Linked DNA regions of Triticum aestivum: region 1 is linked to region 2. Evidence: chromatin contacts called from public Hi-C data. All regions are on one chromosome and are shown on one strand. The core of a region is the stretch at or near the end of the contact, and the rest is flanking DNA. Distances in the headings are between cores, read along the strand shown. Region 1 holds the start of LOC123045074 (protein HGV2). Region 2 holds the start of LOC123045071.

Region 1 (6,409 bases), core at 1,943-4,442, 510 kb after region 2:
CGCATCTGCAATCTTAGATGCCAACTCATAGACCAAACAAATGCGGAAGTGTCTAGCACTGATTAAGGAAATTAGCAAAGAAAGAACAATAGTCTACAAGATAACAGTATTATATAACTGACATTTTCCTCTGGTCACAGTTAATAGCCACATTAGACTTGCATGTGCATTTACGTAAGTGAAAAGGTACCCGTGAGACATTCAAATCAGTAGAATTACCCACATCATCCATGGATAAGAAAATAATAAAGATAACTTCAGCCACATAAATCTTCAGCTAATAAAATACGCACCAGTAAAACCAAGTATGCCGCTGCATCATACCACTACATGGCAGACAATGACATTATTATTACCACAAGGAGGATACAGTTCAACAATTCGACGATGGTCAGGCTCAACCAAATGCTCCAAGATGGCCAAAGCTTTGAAGTAGTCACCAAGTGAGTTGTCTATGTCCTCTGCAAACAAATGTAGGGCCATGAGTATCAAGACCACACACTAGTTTACTGCAGGAGTAACTAAGATAACAGAGATTACCTCTTTCCATGGAGACTTCAGCTAGAGCAGAAAAGATTTTCACTTTCTCCATAGTGTTGTCTGGATTCTTCTCCACTATTGCCCTTGCAATATCTAACATTTTCCAGGCTAGATCCAAGTCAGAATCATCTTCTTCTCCCCCCATCTCATCACCATCCTTGTCACTCTCACCATCTACATCCTCCTGATCTTTCTCATTTGAGTTTTCACCTAATTAATGACTATGTCAGTGTTTACCACGGTAGGAAGAAGAGCAAGAAGCAATATAGCTAAAGTAATGATATACATTCATACATAGAACCAATCAGCATAATGTGATCATTTTTTATCAATATATATAGTCATGAGCAAATAACCAGAATTCTCATGGAAATGTGAGACAGCGATTATTCACATTTTGCAAAACTTACATAGCACAACTGCAGAAGTAGGGGAACTTGCAAGAACCATGAGATAAGCACGGAGGTCAACCCACTTCAAATATGGAACCCAAACAGAGGAAGGACTAAGGAGGAAGGGCCAAAGGCGGTTTACAAAGCATAAAACCAAGGCCTTGCAAAGTGCACAATTTTAGACGGCTAACTGCAACACATTCAAAGTTTCATGTACCCATATCTGTCTAATTTGGCATTGTCATCCATGTGTATGGACAACAATGGCAGGCATAAAATATTTAAAGCTGGAAGGAAAATATCTGACAAAAGGAGAAGGCAGGCAGACAACCACACAACATATTGTTGATCCATAACAAGCTTTTGAATGAGCAATCAAAGCATACATTTTACTACCTCTGAAATCATCTGCTAGCTATAGCATAAACTTGTTTTAGACGTTTAATCAATTAACAAAATCACTTTGATGAAGTGGATGAGAAGTTGAGAACTCAAGAAATAACTATGAACACTACATACCTCCAAATAAGACTCAGCATTTTGCAGCACATGAGCACATTACTGATTAACATCTAATTGTGGATAGCCTCCAGTCGGTACAACGAGAGGAATATAAAGAAGTCTTAAATCATAATGACCATAATGTTACTAATATAATAATATGTCCAGATTAATGTCCGTCTTCTGGTCTATAACTGCATCTGAATCTACTTGGGCAAAGGAATAACAACACACCTTCTTCAACACCACCTTTGTCTGAAGATGGATCATCATCTTCGATGTTGCTACTGGATGCCTTTGAGTTTCCACTATCTTTATTGGTTGTGCTCTTCTCTGGTTCTTCATCTGGTGCACTCTTTGGAACATTACCCAAAGGATCGGTCTCCTCCTGTGATTTGTATAGCAAGGCACATCCATATTTATAATACGTGCTAGCACACTCTGAAGCAAGTTCTCCATAACGTTCAACCCTGGTGACAAGACAACAAAGCCGTACATTTTTTCAGTGTATCATTGTACAGGTATTAAGGGTACAGCATAAGAACATGAACGGTAACGTGATCTGAGATGAAACAGACTAACCAGAGCTAACCACCACAATGGTTCCATCAACCATTTTAATGACACAAAGTGCTAATTATGCTCTCTATTGACTGTCTTTTATAAAAAGTTCACAACTGATTGGCGCTTGCACAGCCTATGAAGTACAATTCTGAAGTAGGATGAATAAACTATATAACAGTAAATATTTGTAACTAACCAGTACTGAAGAGGCATGTACACATTTCTCAAATAAGATAGCACCTAAGCATCAATTAATTACACTTAGATTTAATGCTCATCCTAGTATACACATCAAGCACCAATTGCCAACATAACCTCACAGTCAAGGGGCCTCAGGCCAAAGCAAAGCAACCAACAGGACAAACCACATATAAAACACTGCAAGTACAAGCTGAATCTAAACACATCTAATCAGTTTCCAGTAGGTGAATGTTCTCGCAAGCTGCTAACTATGTGCAATTTTGCTTGTTTGCAATGACTAATAGTGCCGGTCAGAAGCACTAGCAGGTACTAGAGAGGCATATAGACATTCCTATGGATAATACCTATTCCCGAAGATGTTCTCATCACAACTCACACATGGCACATCACAACAAACTGGGAAAATCCATATAATTGCTGCCAAATAAGAGTAGGCTCATTGGACCGAATAATCATCTCTCACATCGCATTGCGCTCCCCGCTGAACACATAAATGTAAATACCACAACTGGTGACCACCTTCCTGTAGAATCTCTTAAACCCTGGTAAAACCACCCACCAAACTACATAAACCAAAAGCTCGACAGACCTACCGCCGAAGTAACTAGCCCAGAAGAGCAATGAACTAAATAGACATTAAGCACATGATACATCCATGGGGGAATTTCCGCCGGGCTAGGAGTCGGATCGGTGGGTGGGAGGAACCCTAACCTGATCTCGAGGGCGCGGCTGAGGCAGTCGACGGCGACTACGAAGTCCCCCTCCTCGATGGCTTTGGACCCCTTGTCAAACAGCTCCTCCGCCCGCTCTAGGGTTTTCTCCTCTCCCCCCTCTTTCTCCTCACCGCCCGCCTCCTCCTCGCTAGGGTTCGGGAGCGGTGGGTCCTGGCGCTCGTCTACCGGCGCCACGAAGTTCTCGGAGGACGAGTCCATGGGCAGCGGCGGCGCGGGGCGCGGGGGGGGGGGGGGGGGGGGGGGGTGGTTGTATCGTTCCCTGTCGGCGGCGGAAGCTGCGGGTGGTGAGGAGGGAGGGAGCGGGAGAAGGGGCAATGAAATGGGGAATGTTTCGGGGAGACGCAGCGCCAATTCTGGGTGACGTGAGGGATCCGCCGGGGGGCTGGGGGGGTTAGCTTTTCGGAGTCTGGGCTCATTTGGTCTTGCAAAACTGGGCTTTTAGGGCCCAGAGTGTAAACGTATGTGCTAAAAAGATGCAAAGTTAATTTTTCTACTACTCCTCCCGTTGTTACAAGTGACACGTCGCATGTGCGCCATTTTCATAATTAGAGAATTTTGATGAAATTTCTTCCCTCACAAAAAAAGATATGGTGAGTTTATTTAGGACATGTACAGTGCGCACACGTTGGCTTGGGGGGGGGGGCACTTATTATTGGTCGGGCGAGGCCCATGTAAGCGAGTGCTCGCTGGCGCGGGAGGTACGCCAAGGTAAACGCGAGCCACCTTTAGCGCTCACTGAAGGCGATATAAAGCACTGCTCGTCAATCTCTTTACTTCATATTTGCATGGATTAAATAACACACATGGCTCATGAACTGCTCCATCCCACCCACAACCGAAAACAACCCATCTACCAATGTCACACACGCAACCTTTCGTTGCTTCATGCCCCGTTGGGCCCCACTAGCACAAATGCATAAGAAGCAAACGAAGCTTTCGTGAAAGAAATTGATAAAACAACTAAGCATTTACGCTTGCCTTTAGTTCCCTTGCTATGTTTGAAGTCGCTCGATTTACTTCATCCCATCACAGTGTAAACGTTCGATTAAAATTTGACATATTGATGTCAGCCTCAAACCTCCTACTTCTTGAGTTACACTAGTCTTTTTCGGTGGAAATTCGGGATTTCGAATATGTGAGATACCTTCTTCCGACAACAGCATCATAAGGCGAATATGAATCTGCGAGAATAAAGCTCCTCGTTTCTTATGTTTCAACATGTTGTTTCTTTAGCCTAAAATGGTATGTTGTTTTCTTAGGATGTGTTATTGTTCAAAATTTCAGACAAGTCATGGCATGACAAGGATTTAGTGCTTCACACCTTCAGCTGGATTTGTTGTACAAGCATCCGACAAGTTTGGGTAGGTAACCTACCCATATGTTAACTGAATATGGTTTTTTGCTTACTCAATAGTGTCGTGAATGTGGAAGCTTAAACACCCTTGAATAAAAGAAAAGAGTTCTGCATTATAGGGCACTGCCGCACTAGTGCTTTGTTTATGTATGAGATCATGTTTGCAATGAGAGACAGACGATACTTTTGAACCAACAAATATCAACTCTAGGATGATCTGTGTGATAGTTCTTCTGTGTACATGCACTCCTTTTGATGATTATGTGCGAAAAATTCTCCATTGAGTATTCAAAACTATTGAGTTTAATTGGTTATCTAGATTGATGCCTTGTGAAACACAATTGTAATGACTCACAAGTCACATCCCACCTTCCTTTGCACTGGATCACATCTTTATAGGGCATGCTTTATAATTTTACAGATGTGGCATTTCGAATCCAAAATACTTTTATTTTTTATTAAGCACGAACTTTTACATCAGCAAGTTCCAAGCTTACATTTTTCTGTCAATTGATTAGTTATTTTTTTTGCATTTGTTTTCTTTGATGCTCAATCCATTTTTCTAATATGTAGCATTTTTCTTTGTTACTGATGAACCACCTACGACAACGCGTGGGCACCAACTAGTTTCAGTAATATGTAAATCCAGTGTTGTTGCTTATGTTATATATATGGAGTGAGTATAGACGAAGAACCTGAATGATGCACTTAGCAAGATTTCATATAACTTATTAAAAAACTCTAGAATAATAAAATTTACAATTCAAATGACTTATTTGTAGATGTTCTTATGAGAATACTAGAAATAGGAATCTCTATTCCATTAAGAAGAGAATTTGTAGACCATGTCCTCATGGGATAATAGCAAAAGAATGATATTAGTAAAAAAAAAGTGCACAATAATTAGAAAAATGTAGTGTATCCATTTCAATCAGTTTGCAAATTAGGATAAATGAAGAGTGGATATGGTAATGATATAGTCGTAGTTGTAATCTGTCATTTTTCTAGAGTGGCCTGTTTTGTGCCTACGGGTTCAATTATCCTATGGCATTTTCTCGCGAAAAAAAGTCCTATAACATTGTTGTATCCAAAAAAACTGGCCCACAAAGCAGGTTTGATTTAGAAGGAAAAAAAAACGCTATTCTCCTCAAAGCGGTAGACTGACCTAGGATTTCAGCTGGTGGAGACGGTATCCCCCTATCGAAGCCATCGATTCGAATCAGACCCACGGCGAGGAAATGGCACAACGGCCGCGGTGGCAGGAGAGGCAGCAGCTCGCGCGCCTCTGCGACCTCGTCGCCGACTCCCTCCTTCCCCACCTCGTAAGCAACGCCGGGCGCTCGTATCTGGTAACCGCGGCCTCCCAGCTAGCCTCTCACGCCGCTTGCTCTGTCCTCCCTCCTCTGCAGGAACCCGAACCGCTGGCGACGCGGCGGCCGCAGCTCACGCGGGAGGAAGAGCGGCGCATACTCGTCGCGCTCTCCCGGGTAATCCTCTAGCTTCGATTCGATGATTTGATTTACTGCTGCTTTACGTTTTCCGCTCCCGTCTTCCCATGATTGTTTTGAGGATTTTTGTTTGGTATTAGGTAAACAAGGCAATTCGAGGATGGGACGACGACGAGGTGGATGATGGGGAGCAAGGGCGCGCATGGGATCAGGTATTGCTTCAGACTTCAGTTGCTTAGTTTTTGGTCCCTTTTGACTGTTTATCTCTCTACTACAGTAGTTCTTAGTTGGATTTCCCTGAGCCATTCATCGGTCGCTCTGATGTTTGGTTTTAGGGTTTACCGGATTAGAATTAACGCACCAAACTTGCAAGTAACCAGTAGCACATAAATGTAGTCCGTATTGTAAGATGTCTCGTGTAGCAGCTCGAGTGTGCCAATCATGCGACCAACAGAGTGAGTTTCAGTCAGTAATTAGAATAGAAAACTGAGCTACACATGCTTTCCTTGAAACCTACAGGTCTTGTATATTTTTATTGAGATATTCTGTACCATACTTAATTTTTGCCTTGTATCTTATTCTTATATTTTGTTGAATTCAAACTCATGCACATTTGTATCTATACTTTAGTAAAATGTTATTAAGAGATAATTCATATTTACCTGTTTCATCCCC
Region 2 (6,878 bases), core at 124-2,623:
TGCAGTGCCATCAAAAAGAAAATAAGGAGACAGAGCAATAGAGCACATCAACACAATATATGTATCGACGATTGCCTAGGTAAATCTTACAAATTGCAAACTCAGTTCTATATATATTCCATTATGACTGAATGTCCACAAACTTTTTTTATTTTTATTTGCGGGGGAATGTCCACAAAGTTCAATCGTATAGAACTTGGTAAGGTTGAGGATAGTACCTGGAGTACAGAAGCTCATGTAAGGAAAGACATTGAACAATCCCTTCTCGCACACCTTGGTCACTTGCTCCGACTTGAGCTCGATCATGAAGACACCAGCATGCGTGCTGACGAAAATGACATCGGAAGCGCGGCCCTTGGCAAAGGCGGACAGCAGACACAGTGAGTGCCTTGGGTCGCCAATGGAGAGCATATCGAGCTTGATGACCCCACTTTTTTTCCACCGCGCGGCTCTGCCAGGACCCGTCTTCAGCACCCACAGGTAGAGGGTGAACATGTTAAGGACAGCGAGCCCAAGTCCACCATTTTCCACTGGCATGATGACAACGCCACCCCCATCCTGGTTATCCCCACCCTCGTAAACGTCCATGGCATCGATCACTGATAGGCCCCGATCGCCGGCCAAGTTGTAGCGCAGGATCAGGCTGCCGGTCCCACAGGTGAAGTAGAGAGCGTCTCCCACCATGACGGGGGGCATCGAGTCGACATAGGAATCGAGCTCATAACCGAACTCAACATAGGACGGCGAGCTCCACACACCGGTCTCTGAAGAGTAGAGGCAGGCGCGCGCGCCGTCGTCGTCGGGGTCCGTGCCGACGAAGGCCACCAGGAAAGGACCCCCATGGCAGTCAAAGTGGTCGCAGCCGGGCGTGGCGCAGAACACCCCCGCGTTGTAGCAACTCCCCCGGATGGCGGGGTGGCGCACGCGCTGCTTCTCGTTGGTCATGGGGTCCCAGAGGGTAAAGGAATCCGGGAAGCTGCGGTCGCTCAGGAGGACGCGGCCATGGCGGCAATCGAAGGCGAAGCTTTTGCCGGAGTCGGGAGGGCGGAATGCCGTAGTGGGGACGAAGCGGGCTAGGCCGGACAGGTTACGAAAGAATCCCAGCACGGGAAGTGCTTGATGGAATTCGCGGTAGCGGCGGCGGAAGGCGCGGCCGGAGAGGAGGTTGCCCCAGAGCTTGCAGACGAGGGAGGCGCGGAAGAGATACTCCGGCTCGTCAGGCGGCAGTCGGAGGAGGATCTCGACGATGAGGTCATCGGGCAGCGCCGGCAGCGAGTCATGGCTCGGCTGCGGCTGCGGCTGCGGCGGCGGAGTCATGGTGCGGTGCGGTGCGGGCTTGGGGCTTTGGTTGGGGATTGGGATTGGTATAAATGATGTACACCGGCCCACCGAACGGCCTAATCTCGCGCGGTGACACGCGTGCGTGACACGCACCGCAGCCCCACGCACCGCTTTTGGCTGGGGTCAAACCTTGTCTTTCCACCGCGATTTCTCCACCACTCGTTCCTTCTCTTCTCCTCTAGACCCCAGCCGGTGCTCTCCTTTCTCTCTTTTTTTTCAGATCTTTCTTCACGTACCCACCACCGCCTGCCGACGCTAGTTTGAGTATTTTTATCTAAAATAATACAAGCATCAGGATTTAAACCTCGTGAACTGAGGATACTCATTCAATTACAAATTGATTCGCGCTATTTGAAGAAATTGGTAGATTAAGTTGCCTATAAATTAATCACGAGAAAACAAATACAAAGGTTCTTACAAAGAAAATGAGAATAATTAAGCAGGCTTAGTTTTGGAGAATTCTGAGTGTCACTAAGGGCATCTTCAAGCCGGATCCGTAAACCGCTTGTACCCGTCCGGACCGCGGAAGTCATCTAAATCGGGTCCGCATCGGTCCGCGGGGCGGTTCAGACGTGTTTTCTCCCGTAAATTGGAGACAAGGTGGGGGAACTTTACACGAGTCCGGACAGCAGACATGTAGGACTCTGACACCCCCGGCCCACCCAATCCCCCTTCCCGATCCTATTGTCTTCCACTCCGCTCCTTCTCCCCCTTACTTTGCATCCACACCCTCCACCTCTGCCGCCGTTGTTGTACGTCACCAGCCGCCACAGAGGCATTGTTGGACGTCCACAAGTCGCACCGACGGGCCTTCTCGCCTTTACAACAGAGTTGTCCACCCTGTAACCTTTTGTACCTAGGTACACTCCGCCCCCTGTTGACGACCTCCATGGCGGACACCATGCCCGGCAAGTCTTCGGTCAAATGTCATTGACCTTATTTTCAAATGTTATGTCGTTTTTTAGAGTATGAAGGATGGTGAGCTACTCGATCATGGAGGACGAGTTGTTGTGAGATGCGTGATTGGACGTATCCGCGAATTTCGTAGGCATGAGCAAAGGAGAGGCCTTCTGGTAGCAAGTGCATGAAATGTTTCACGCACGAAAGCACGTTGCACCCTACGACGTGTAGATCATTCAACATTGCAACGTGAGGTCGTTGTCGTACTACTGACACACTATCCAGACTAGCGTCACCAAGTTTTGCGACGTGGTTTGTCAACAAAGAGTGGAGCCTGAGGTTTTCCAAGATCTTGAGAAGCCTTTTACATAGGAGGAAATTGATGATGTGGTAAAAAAACCTTCCTATAGACAAATCTCCAGGCATTGATGGATTTTAAAATGAGTTCATTAAAGCTTGTTGGGACATCATTAAAATGGATATCACTGAGCTTATCATGGCTTTTCATGCTGGTAATGTAAATCTTGAAAGCATCAACACATCCTTCATTACCCTGATCCCAAAAAAGGAAGTGCCAGTTTCCCCTAATGACTTCAGACCGATTTCTTTGCTAAATGGAGTTCTTAAGATAATTACCAAGTTGTTGGCCAATAGATTGCAAAGAGTTATTCTTCAAATGGTACACATTAACCAATATGGATTCCTCAAGAACAGAGTGATCCAGGACTGTCTTGGTTGGGCATATGAATATATCCATCGATGTCACAAATCAAAAGAACAGATGCTAGTAATTAAACTGGATTTTGAGAAAGCTTTTGACACTATTGAGCATCAAGCTATTATTGATATACTCATAGCAAAGGGATTTGGAGAAAGGTAGACTTCCTGGATGCAATTACTTTTCACATCAGCCTCATCAGCTGTGATGTTGAATGGAGTTCCTCACAAAAAAATTCTATTGTAGAAGAAGAGTTAGACAGGGTGATCCACTGTCTTCATTAATTTTTGTATTGGTTGCTGATCTGCTACAATCAATACTTAATAAGGCCATGAGACTGGGTCTTATTACTTCACCACTTCAAGTCAACTCTTTTCTAGATTTTCCAGTAGTGTAGTATGCAGATGATACCCTGGTTCTCATGCAAGCAAACGCAAGATAGCTGATATACCTCAAAGCTCTATTAAACACATTTGCCTAGCAAACTGGTGTCATTGCTCTAGCTAAGGAACCAAGGTTTCACAAGAGGACCAGCCACATAAAGCGACGCTTCAACTCCATCCATGATGCAGTCAAAGAGGAGGACATAAACATTTGCAAAGTACATACGGATCTGAATGTTGCAGATCCGTTAACTAAACCTCTTCCATGGACAAAACATGACCACCACCAGAACTCTATGGGTGTTAGGTTCATTACCATCTAATACTAGATTGTTGACTAGTGCAAGTGGGAGACTGTTGGAAAGATGCCCTAGAGGCAATAATAAAGTTGTTATTTTTTTACTATAAACAGTAGGATAAAACCCTACTACAACTTTTATTAATTAAGAAATAGAGAACAAAAAAACCTGTTTGATAGGCTTGAGGTAAGCCCAAAAACAAAATACAAAAGAAGAAGGAAAGAAAATAAAAGAAAAAGAAAAAAAGAAAGAAAACTTAAAAAGCTAAGAAAAAACTAACAAGCAAAAAGAACTAATAAAGCTATAAACAAAATCTATACTACTACTAAAGAAGCAATTACAACAATGCCTCCAACCAAGCAGGGAACTGAAAGACATGTTTTCTCTTCATCCTGTATTTTAGCAGCTTGAGCTCCTCCTCAAAAATGAATTTCCAGCCCTGAAATGAGGGAGTTATATTCTCAAATATCTTATTATTCATGGATATCCAAATAGTCCATGGCCCTAGAATGATAATCTCCATAAAAAGGGGGTAATTGAGCTTGTCTTTTAGGTCTTGATATGCTTCTAACACTGACAAATTATGTGTTCTTATTGGACAGATGAAATCCCATCACTGAATGGCAGGGCATCCCCAAAAGAGATGTTGTAGTGTTTCTTCCTGCTGACAATCCCTCACTGCATAGTTGTATGCTTCAAGTTCAAAGCTTTTTCTTCTTAACATGTTCCTTGTGTTAACTCTATCATGTAACAACATCCAAAAGAACACTTTGTGTTTGGGCTAACAGGAGCTCCTCCAGATCAAGTTGAAGTGTGGTGGTGTTTGTTTGTGTCCAATCAGTACATTGTAGGCTTTAATGGAAGAGTAGAATTCATTTCCCCATATATAGTTCCATGTGTCCATCAAGTCCAAGTAATCAGACTGTCTTAATGTAATGCATATATTTTCCATTTCCAAGAATTCCTCATATGCTTGTGTTGTCAGTGGTAGATAGAAGAGGTCTTGAAGATATTCAGTGTTGATTACTTGATGGACATTTAAGTGTGGATTTCTAACAAAGGTATGAAGGTGATGGAACTTGTGTTTAAGGACAAATTGGTGCCACATGTCATCCCAGAACAAGGCACTTTTACCATCCCCCACATCATCTGGCTATGGCTTTGAAATGATCTACGAGTGCTAAGTTTGATCTCCACCAGAAAGAGCCCACCTTATGATCTCCTGGAAGTTTCCCATTACTATAATATGTCTCCCAAATTAGGTTATCCCATGGTATGCCATGCCTATTGAAGAACTTATGAAGGTTTTTCATGAGCAAAGTATTGTTTTATGTGTAGATATCAATGACTCCCAAACCTCCTTGACTTTTGGGCCTGCAAACTGTGTGCCAAGCCACTAGTGCTAGTCCGTGGTATTCCAAGTCAGGCATTCTCCAGAGACAATGCCTCAAATACTTAATGATCTGCTTCTCGATGGTGATAGGTATGTCCAAACAACACATGAAGAAAATTGATAATGATGCAAGCACTGATTTGACTAGTAGCAATCTACCTACCTGAGTCATAAAGGTAGAGATACCAGATAATCTCTTAGCAATTCTGTTGACTAGAGGCAAACATTGTTCTACAGCTGGTTTATAAATTCCCAGAGGAAGGACCAAGTAAGTAAAAGGAAATTGTCCTCTGGCACATTGTAGCGTGTTAGTGAAAATGCTTACTCTGTCTTTTGCAATGTTTATGAGTACCATGATTGATTTCCCATAATTGACTTTTAGTCCAGTGGTTGAGGCAAATGTGTTTAATAGATCTTTGAGGTATATCAGCTATCTTGCATTTGCTTGCATGAGAATCAGGGTATCATCTGCATATTGTACTATTGGAAAATCTGGAAAAGAGTTGACTTGAAGTGGTGAAGTAATAAGACCCAGTCTCATGGCCTTATTAAGTATTGATTGTAGCAGATCTGCAGCCAATACAAAAATTAATGGAGATAATGGATCACCCTGTCTAACTCCTCTTCTACAGTAGAATTTTTTGCCAGGAACTCCATTCAACATCACAGCTGATGAGGCTGATGTGAAAAGTAATTGCATCTAGGAAATCCACTTTTCTCCAAATCCCTTTGCTTTCAGTATATCAATAATAGCTTGATGCTCAATAGTGTCAAAAGCTTTCTCAAAATCCAGTTTAATACTAACATCTCTTCTTTTGATTTGTGACATTGATGGATATATTCATACGCCCGGCCAAGACAATCTTGGATCACTCTATTCTTGAGGATTCCATATTGGTTAATGTGTACCATTTGAAGAATAACTCTTTGCAATCTATTGGCCAACAACTTGGTAATTATCTTAAGAACTCCATTTAGCAAAGAAATTAGTCTGAAGTCATTAGGGGAAACTAGCACTTCCTTTTTTGGGATCGGGGTAATGAAGGATGTGTTGATGCTTTCAAGATTTACATTACGGGCATGAAAAGCCATGATAAGCTCAGTGATATCCATTTTAATGATGTCCCAACAGGCTTTAATGAACTCATTGTTAAACCCATCAGTACCTGGAGATTTGTCTGTAGGAAGTTTTTTTACCAGATCATCAATTTCCTCCTGTGTAAAAGGCTTCTCAAGATCCTGGAAAACCTCAGGCTCCACTCTTTGTTCATATAGATCATTCAAATCAAAGTGCATTGTATGACCATTAATTGTCCCAATCTTTTTTTAGAAGCCTCCCAAAGAATTGCAGCTTTTCCTTCATGGTCAATAATTTCCACTTGATCCTCATTCAGTAACATGGCAATTTTATTATGTCTGTGATTGATTGAGGCCTTAGTATGAAAGATTTTTGTGTTCTCATCCCCAAACTTAACTCCTTTTATTTTACCTCTTTGTTTCCAATAGATCTCCTGAATATTAAGTACTGTCAACATGAATTCTTTTAAGATGGTTCTATAGTTTCCTTCAAACACGAAGAGATCTCTGTATTCCTCAATCAAGTCCCAGAGGAAAATACAAGCATTTAAGTCCCGATTCTGCCTATTAAGGCATGACAAACTCTTGGCCCACAATTTTAAAGCTCTTCTGAAATTTTTAAAATTTGCACTGATTTTCTTGGCAGGATCAGTGTAACCCACAGGAATATTTCAGGCTGCTTGGGCAATGTCTTTAAAGGAGCTGTGTTTGATACGTCCATTTTGCATCATGTTGTCCTACTCTTATTTATGATGTTTCTATGCATA

What was found. Hi-C and Micro-C count contacts between places; a contact is called where the count stands out from the background.
Region 1: a contact with region 2 is called in a Hi-C map of leaf, with 5 times the contacts expected there. The contact joins the promoter of LOC123045074 here to the promoter of LOC123045071 in region 2. A contact is called at or near these places in 2 of 5 Hi-C or Micro-C datasets (both in leaf).

The regions. Positions count from the first base shown.
Region 1 is chr2B:391,222,857-391,229,265 of IWGSC CS RefSeq v2.1, forward strand. LOC123045074 (protein HGV2) reads right to left here and starts at 3,193. Exons shown (of 6, transcript XM_044467997.1): 1 at 2,910-3,193; 2 at 1,668-1,903; 3 at 541-750; 4 at 371-461; 5 at 1-52. The coding sequence starts at 3,130. It overlaps LOC123045075, which reads left to right and starts at 5,447. Exons shown (of 12, transcript XM_044467998.1): 1 at 5,447-5,608; 2 at 5,696-5,773; 3 at 5,875-5,946. The coding sequence starts at 5,525.
Region 2 is chr2B:390,717,521-390,724,398 of IWGSC CS RefSeq v2.1, forward strand. It overlaps LOC123045071, which reads right to left and starts at 1,374. Exons shown (of 2, transcript XM_044467996.1): 1 at 219-1,374. The coding sequence starts at 1,317.